Regions from separate parts of the Rattus norvegicus genome. Here region 1 is linked to region 2. A link is a contact called in public Hi-C data. All regions are on one chromosome and are shown on one strand. Each heading gives the region's core, a stretch centred on a gene start, on an enhancer-like site or on the middle of the called end of the contact. The rest is flanking DNA. Distances are from core to core; before and after follow the strand shown. Region 1 overlaps LOC120093699 (a long non-coding RNA gene). Region 2 has its middle 17 kb from the start of Cyb5r3.

Region 1 (3,596 bases), core at 399-2,898, 270 kb before region 2:
AGTTGGTGTTCTTAGAGAAGCAGGGAGGGTGATCCTGAGCTTGCCTCTCAGTGAAGGTAGCTGGGAGCTGAGGGTATGGGAAGGGAGTCCACTGAGGAAGATGAAGATGTAGGAGAGAGTAGGGAGCTGTCCTCTGCTGGCCAGCAGAGGGCAGGAGTGGGAAAGGGGTTGGCACCTTCTAAGAAAGGACTTTCTCAAAGGGACTGCCCATGCAGAGGTCATTTGCTCAGGGTTATAAAGCAATCCTGTTTCAGGGTAACAACCTAATAATGGGGAAGTCACCAGCCCTTCCAGTTTCGGATCTTCTAATCAAGGTGAAACCAGAAACTGCCAGAGTGACTCGAATGGAGGTCTAGGGTGAGTGTGGCGGCTGGTGCCTGCCTGGGACCCCAGCCACCCTACAAGTGAGGACAGAAAGGTCAAGGTCATTCATCCTTAACTCTTATAGCAAGCTTGAACAAAGCAGTCTATAGGGATATGGGCTTATAGGACTTCGCCAGCGAGCAGAAGGGCGGAGCTTGGAGGTTTTTTGTTTTTGTTTGTTTGTTTGTTGTCCTTTGGTTTTCAGGGTTCATTTGTTTTCATTTTGTCAGCAATGACAATGGTCTTCACTACTTAGCCCAGCTGTGGACAAGCAGCGAGGTCTTTGCTTCCGAGACTCTGGGGTCAAGTGGACAGGCGGAAGGGGAGGGAGGAGCCCGTGCCTGCCGCTGAGGGCTCAGGGCGTGATGCTGTGCAAGGTGGTCTGGAAGAGCTGACTGTTGGGTGCAGGTGACTCCTCCCTGTCTAGAAAGGGCATGTGCTCCCCAGGGTCAGAACCACTCCAGGATCTCACAGGCAGGACTAGGTTAGAGCCTGGTCCGTTTCAGAAGGAAGTCTGCAGAGCTGTGGCTAGAGCCGCAGCCGCTCGGTACCTCCCTGGTCCTCATCTGGACCATCGGTCAGGTCAGTAACTTCCGAGGCTCCTTATGTTACTCCATCCTGTGGATGTCAGAGACGCCTCTCCCATCTGCAAGCTGGCTTACAGTCCATCACTCAGGGAAGTCAAGCCAGGAGCTCAAAGGGGACAGGAAACTGGAGGCAGGAGCTGATGCAGAGGTCATGAATGAGTGCTGCTTACTGGACTGGCTTGGTCATAATGCCTTGCTCAGCCTGCTTCTTATAAAACCCAGAACTGCCTGCCCCCGGGGTGGCACCACTCACAGTGGGCTGGGCCCTCCCCCATTGCCAGCACACAGTAGACGTTAGATGAATGTGCCTTTCGGGAGGAATCTCTGCCACCTTCATGCTTCCCATGTCAATCTGGCCTCTCTGAGCCTGTTTCCTTGGGGAGGGTCAGTGACATGAGAGTGACAGTCATTCCTGCCTGCCACCTAGGTAGGAGCAGTGGCTGAACCTGAACACTTGGGCCTGGGCCCAGGGTTTGCTGCCTCGCAGCTATTCTTAGCAGAGAATATGACACACCTGCTGGTAGGAGCTGCCCTCTCCTTTCCTTTCCCATTGTCCCCTGGGCAGGCTGTTTCCAAACCCTGCCCAAGGCCCTTTGCTAATAAAGAACAGCCGGTATGGTATGCCAAGGGAGGGTGTGCCCTGTGCTGGGAGAGCCCTGGGCTTGGTGAGGGCTGAGTCATAGCCATAAAGCTAGGGGTGTGTCCTGCCCCGGTGACACCAGACACCCACATCCGGCAGGGAGAGGGCTGTGTCTCCTGCCTCACCTCTAAGGGAGCTCAAACAGAAAGGCTTTGAGAGCCACAAGAAGCAGGGAGACAAGTGGAAATTTTTGCCCAGCAGCTGCCTGGGCTTAGGAGCATCAGGTCACAGCCCACATATGGCCTGGCCGGTTACTTGGACTAGAGTGACATTCCCAGTTGCAGATACACTTGTAGCACGCCCCTCCACCATGTTCCTGGCACTCCGTGATGTGATCCCCTGTCTCAAAGCCGCAGCCCACACTGATCATCTATCTTCCTGGAGTGTTCTTCCCTTCCCTACAGAATCCTCCTATGCCCTAAGACCCGATTAAAGCGCACCTTGCTGCTGAGGCTTTCTGCTGTTGTCTGTCAAGGTGTCATGCCTAGACCTACCATTTCAGTCACGCCAGTGTCCAGACCAGACTTGTCTTTCTGTCACGTTTCTCTCTTGCCAAATAGACCATCCATCTTTCCCTACCCAAGCTTAAAGAGTTTTACTGGATTATTATTTTGTATTATGTTATGTAGCGTGTACGTGTATGTGTATATATGTGTGTATGTGTGTGTATGTGGTGTATATATGTGTGTATGATGTGTGTATATGAATGTGTTATGTGTATGTGTATATGTGTGTATGATGTGTGTTGTGTGTTATGTGTATGTTGTGTGTGTATGTGTATATGTGTGTGTATGATGTGTGTTGTGTGTGTTATGTGTATGTGTATATGTGTGTGTATGATGTGTGTTGTGTGTGTTATGTGTATGTTGTGTATGTGTGTGTGTATGATGTGTGTTGTGTGGTTATGTGTATGTGTATATGTGTGTGTGTATGATGTGTGTTGTGTGTGTTATGTGTATGTTATGTGTGTATGTGTATGTTTTTTGTTTTTGTTTTTTTTTTCGGAGCTGGGGACTGAACCCAGGGCCTTGCGCTTGCTAGGCAAGCGCTCTACCACTGAGCGCTCTACCACTGAGCTAAATCCCCAACCCCGTGTATGTGTATGTTATGTGTGTGTTATGTGTATGTTGTATGTATGTGTATGTGTATGTTATGTGTGTTGTGTGTTATGTGTATGTTGTATGTGTGTGTGGATGTATATGTTATGTGTTTAGTATGTGTATGTTATGTGTGTTGTGTGTTATGTGTATGTTGTATGTGTGTGTGGATGTATATGTTATGTGTGTGTGTGGTTAGAGGACAACTTTCTTTTTTTTTTTTTTTTTTTTTTTGGTTCTTTTTTTCGGAGCTGGGGACCGAACCCAGGGCCTTGCGCTTCCTAGGCAAGCGCTCTACCACTGAGCTAAATCCCCAACCCCAGAGGATAACTTTCAATGTTAGTTCTTTCCTTCCTCTGTGGCTTCCTGAGAACAAATCCAGGTCGCCAAGGCTTGCACAGTGTCTTAGGGTTCTATTGCTGCAATGAAACACCATGACCAAAAGGAAGTTAGGGAGGAAAGGATCATCGAAGGAAGTCAGGTCAGGAGCTTAAGCAGGGCAGGAACCTGGAGGTACGAGCTGAGGCAAAGGGGTGCTGCTTACTGGCTTGCTCAGCCTGTTTTCTTATGGCACCCAGGACCACCAGCCCCCATCAATCACTAATTAAGGAAATGCCCTACAGCTGGATCTCATGGAGGTATTTTTCTCGGTTGAGGTTCCCTCCCCTCATATGACTTTAGCAGGTGTCAAATTGAATAAAACTCACTAGCACACACAGTAGCTTTTACCCACTGGACTATCTTGTTGGCCCATCTTAGGATTTTTGGTTTGTTGGTTTGGTTTTTGGGATTTTGTTTTTGAGACAGGCGCTTACATAGCTCAGAGTAGTTTCGAACTTATTCTGTGGCTAAGGGTGACTTTGGACTCCTTTTGTTCCTACCTTTTATCTCTTAAGTGCCAGAATTAGA
Region 2 (3,764 bases), core at 527-3,026:
CTCACGCATCACAGGCTATGCAAGCAGTGGGCCATCTCCAGAAGTCTCGCTCGCATGCCTTAGCTTCTCCTAGATGGCTTTGACATGTACATGTTTGTGTTTCTTTCTTTCTTTTTTTTTTTTTTCTTTTCTTTTTTTCGGAGCTGGGGACCGAACCCAGGGCTTTCGCTTGCTAGGCAAGCGCTCTACCACTGAGCCAAATCCCCAACCCCCATGTTTGTGTTTCTTGAGACAGGGTTTCTCTGTGTAGTCCTGGCTGTCCTAGAACTCACTTTGTAGACCAGGTTGAATTCGAACAAACAGAAATCCACCTGCCTCTGCCGCCTGAGTACTGGGATTGAAGGTAGGCATTGCCATCCCCAACGCACTGCCCAGTCCTTTCATTTTGGGGTGTATCTCCCCGTGATGCTCCTTGTTGGGAGCTACAGTGAGCAACACTGAGAGAGCCCCCACTATAAAGTGTCAGCCAGCCGTGGGGGACACCTGTGCCATGTTGTGAGGCTCAGTTAGAGCATCTGGGAAACAAGGCTATCAGCTGTGCCCTGCTGGGAGCCTGGGAGCCAACCAGCTCTGAGTATTGAGCTGCCCTTCGCCCCTTCCCCTTGCTGACCTTGGCTCCACTGCAATATTGTGCACCAGCTGAGCTCTATCCCAATGGAATCTGCTGGTATCCCTGTTGAAAGTTGAAAGGCAGCTGGAGGTCTCTGATAAATTTCTCTCTGCTGATGAAACGAGCAAGTCCAAGCCAAGTATAAAGGCAGGTTTATTGGGGACCAACCATACAGGAGGAGGGTCAGTGAAGTCACCATGGAGTGGGACATTGAGGTAGGGGGAAGAGAAGGAGAGAGAAAGCATGTGAGCAGAGAGAGGAGAGAAGCAGAGATAGGGAGGGAGGGAGGGAGGGAGGGAGGGAGGGAGGGAGGGAGGGAGGGAGGGAAGCCTGACCCCTGGGCTGTAAAGTTCAGGGCAGAGGGTGGGGTATACCAGTCATGCCCTATAACAGGTAGGGGCTGAGGGATGCTGGGAGACCCTAGGGGTAAGGACCACTCTGGTATGTAAAATATGCACCAAAGCTCTTTGTCCTGGATCTGAATCCCAACATCACCCGAGAGAGGCTGTGTTATTTTGAGATAAGGTCTCACTAAATTTACATGGGCTGGCCTTGAACTTGAGACACTCCTGCCCTCGGCCTCCTTTGTAGCTGGAATTGTGACCCTGTGCCCCCAGGTCTGACCGTACCTCAGCTTGCTTTAACTTGTGGAAATGAACAAGTGTTCCTCATGACTGTTGGGGAGGACCCCAGGGTCTCGATGGCTGGCTAGTCCCCCAGATTGCCTCCTCACGTGGTGGGAAAAGACTAGCCTCACTGCACTGAGGAAACCCTAATAAAGTGAAAGAACCTCAGCCATGCAAATCCTTTCTGTAAAAGTGGCAATGCCACACCCGAAGCCCGACCAATGGAACAGCACACATGGCACAGATGCTCTCTGTCTTCTGGGGGTTTTGTTTGTTTTGCTTTGTTTAAGACAGTGTCTCCCTATGTAGTCCTGACTGGAATGTGCCTCCCAAGTGCTGAAATTAAAGGTGTGGGCCACAGTGCCAGTGACCTTTGATAAATATCCCTTACTCAAGAGGGGAGCTCTGCTGTTCCTCACTGAGGTTCAGTCTATGCCCAACTGGCTAATTTAGAAATCTAGAAGAGAGAGAGAGCAGAAAACCTCAGGATTAGCAATGTTGGATGTGTAACCATTTCAGGAATTCCAGGAACCTGATTACACCTGGTCAGACAAGCTTATGTAACAAAGTTCTAACAAGAGGACCTGCGGCAGTGGGGGAGGGAGGCTCTCCTATTTCTGAAAAATGTGACTTGCTGCCCTTTTCCTGGGAACCCTGGAATGAACCTGGCCAGAGTCCATCATCCTGGCCAGTATTTAATTAAAGCTTGCCTCAAACTGGCTTAAAAATTGTAGATCGGGCTGAAGAGGTAGCTCAGTGGTTAAGAGCACTGGCTGGGGCTGGAGAGATGGCTCAACCGTTAAAAGCACTGACTGCTCTTCCAGAGGTCCTGAGTTCAATTCCCAGCAACCACATGGTGGCTCACAACCATCTGTAATGGGATCTGATGCCCTCTTCTGGTGTGGATGAGGACAGCTATAGTTTACTTATATAAATAAAATAAATAAATCTTAAAAAAAAAAAATCATAGTCAGTCTTTCTCTTTGCGATTCTCAGACCTAACAGTAGCCTTTGTAGTTACCTTGGCTCCCCAAATAGGAGCTCAAATTCATGCCTTAAGACCCCAAACGTGGGGTTGGGGATTTAGCTCAGTGGTAGAGCGCTTACCTAGGAAGCGCAAGGCCCTGGGTTCGGTCCCCAGCTCCAAAAAAAAAGAACCAAAAAAAAAAAAAAAAAAGAAGACCCCAAACACAGAGGCTTTTGGGGAGTAACTATTAACCAATCATTTTGGTCAGCTGACCTTCAAAATTTTGTCTTGAGATTTATTCTATTTTATGAGTTGTTAATCTCAAAGTGCACTATTACCAATGAAGACTGGGAGGCCAGATGCTGGGGTGAAAGCCTGCTAGCCCAGAGAGGCAGAGAAAGCACCCAGCTGACCTTCCTCCTCGGCTGACCAAATCACCCACAACGCAGGAAGTGCTAGAGGGCATTCATATCTTCACTCCCCTAAACAAGTTTGTCTAACCCAAGTGCCCAGATGTGTTTGATTGGATGTAGGTGGGAGGTACACAGGCAAAAGATACCTCAGGATACCTGCCTGCCCCTGATTAGGCCTGATGGGAAGTATGGTGGCCTTATGCTTTTGCCTGTTTTACCTCTGCAAAGTGTGTGACTTGTTTTCCTACGTTCACTGGCCATCAACTGGCTGCTTGCTCTGCCTCTTGACCTATGGTTGACTTTATTTAATCCTGTTCCAGTGAACAGGAGGCTCTTGGATTAAAGGTGTGAACCTCACCACAACTAGAAACAGGTCTTTTCCAGATTTCACTATCCCACAGTGTGATCAAATATTCTGCAGCGTATGTGTGTGACCATTTTGCCTGCAGAGGCCAGAAGATGGCTGTCAGACAGTAGGTGCTGGAAATTGAACCCAGGCCCTCTTCAAGAGCTGTGGTTTCAACTGCTCAACCATCTCTCTAGCCTCAACCTGCGGGTGTCTTTTGTTGTTACTGTTTTCGGGCAGGGTCTCATTTACTATGTACGCCAGGCTGGCCACAGAGAACAGCCTGCCTCTGCCTTCCCAGTACTGGGATTAAAGGTGTGCACCACCACCCCTGGCCTGGTAAGAGGTATAAATAAATAATGTATTTATTTACTTACTTCATGTATGAGCTTGTGCCTATGGAGGAAAGAAGAAGGGAAGGAGGAGGAGGCAGGAGGAGGAGGAGGAGGAGGAGGAAGAAGAGGAGGAAGAGGAGGAGGAGGAGGAGGAGGAAGAGGAGGAAGAGGAAGAGGCAGCCAGATATGGGAGCTTGGAACAAACTCCAGTCTTTGGGTCTTCGGGTCTTCTAGAACAGCACATGCTCTTAACAGCACAGGCTCTCTGCAGCCCAACTTGCCTAGGTGAAGGTTTTCCCACAGGACTCCATTCAGCCCCTCCATTCAGCTACAATGCTTCTTTGTGTTCTCCTGTTTCCCAGATTGAATAACAGCTTGATGTTTGAATTGCAAGAGAGGATTTGGCCAGCAAAAAGCAGTTGGGGAACAAAAGCCCTTGCTACTGTGAGGCAAAGGAGAAAAGGGGA

Evidence for each region. Hi-C and Micro-C count contacts between places; a contact is called where the count stands out from the background.
Region 1: a contact with region 2 is called in a Hi-C map of kidney, with 4 times the contacts expected there. The contact joins two enhancer-like sites. A contact is called at or near these places in 4 of 12 Hi-C or Micro-C datasets (the A7r5 cell line, Schwann cells, kidney and 1 more).

What each region holds. Positions count from the first base shown.
Region 1 is chr7:116,487,828-116,491,423 of GRCr8, reverse strand. LOC120093699 (a long non-coding RNA gene) reads right to left here. Exons shown (of 2, transcript XR_005487277.2): 2 at 2,895-3,596. Among named protein-coding and RNA genes, the nearest start is that of Ttll1, 39 kb to the left of the region's middle. Within about 2 kb of position 1,648, at least 27 of the 93 cell types and tissues checked have an H3K27ac peak or open chromatin away from gene starts, as enhancers often do. A contact at or near this core is called in kidney, where this site is marked.
Region 2 is chr7:116,219,158-116,222,921 of GRCr8, reverse strand. No RefSeq gene overlaps it. Among named protein-coding and RNA genes, the nearest start is that of Cyb5r3, 17 kb to the right of the region's middle. Within about 2 kb of position 1,776, at least 2 of the 93 cell types and tissues checked have an H3K27ac peak or open chromatin away from gene starts, as enhancers often do. A contact at or near this core is called in kidney, where this site is marked.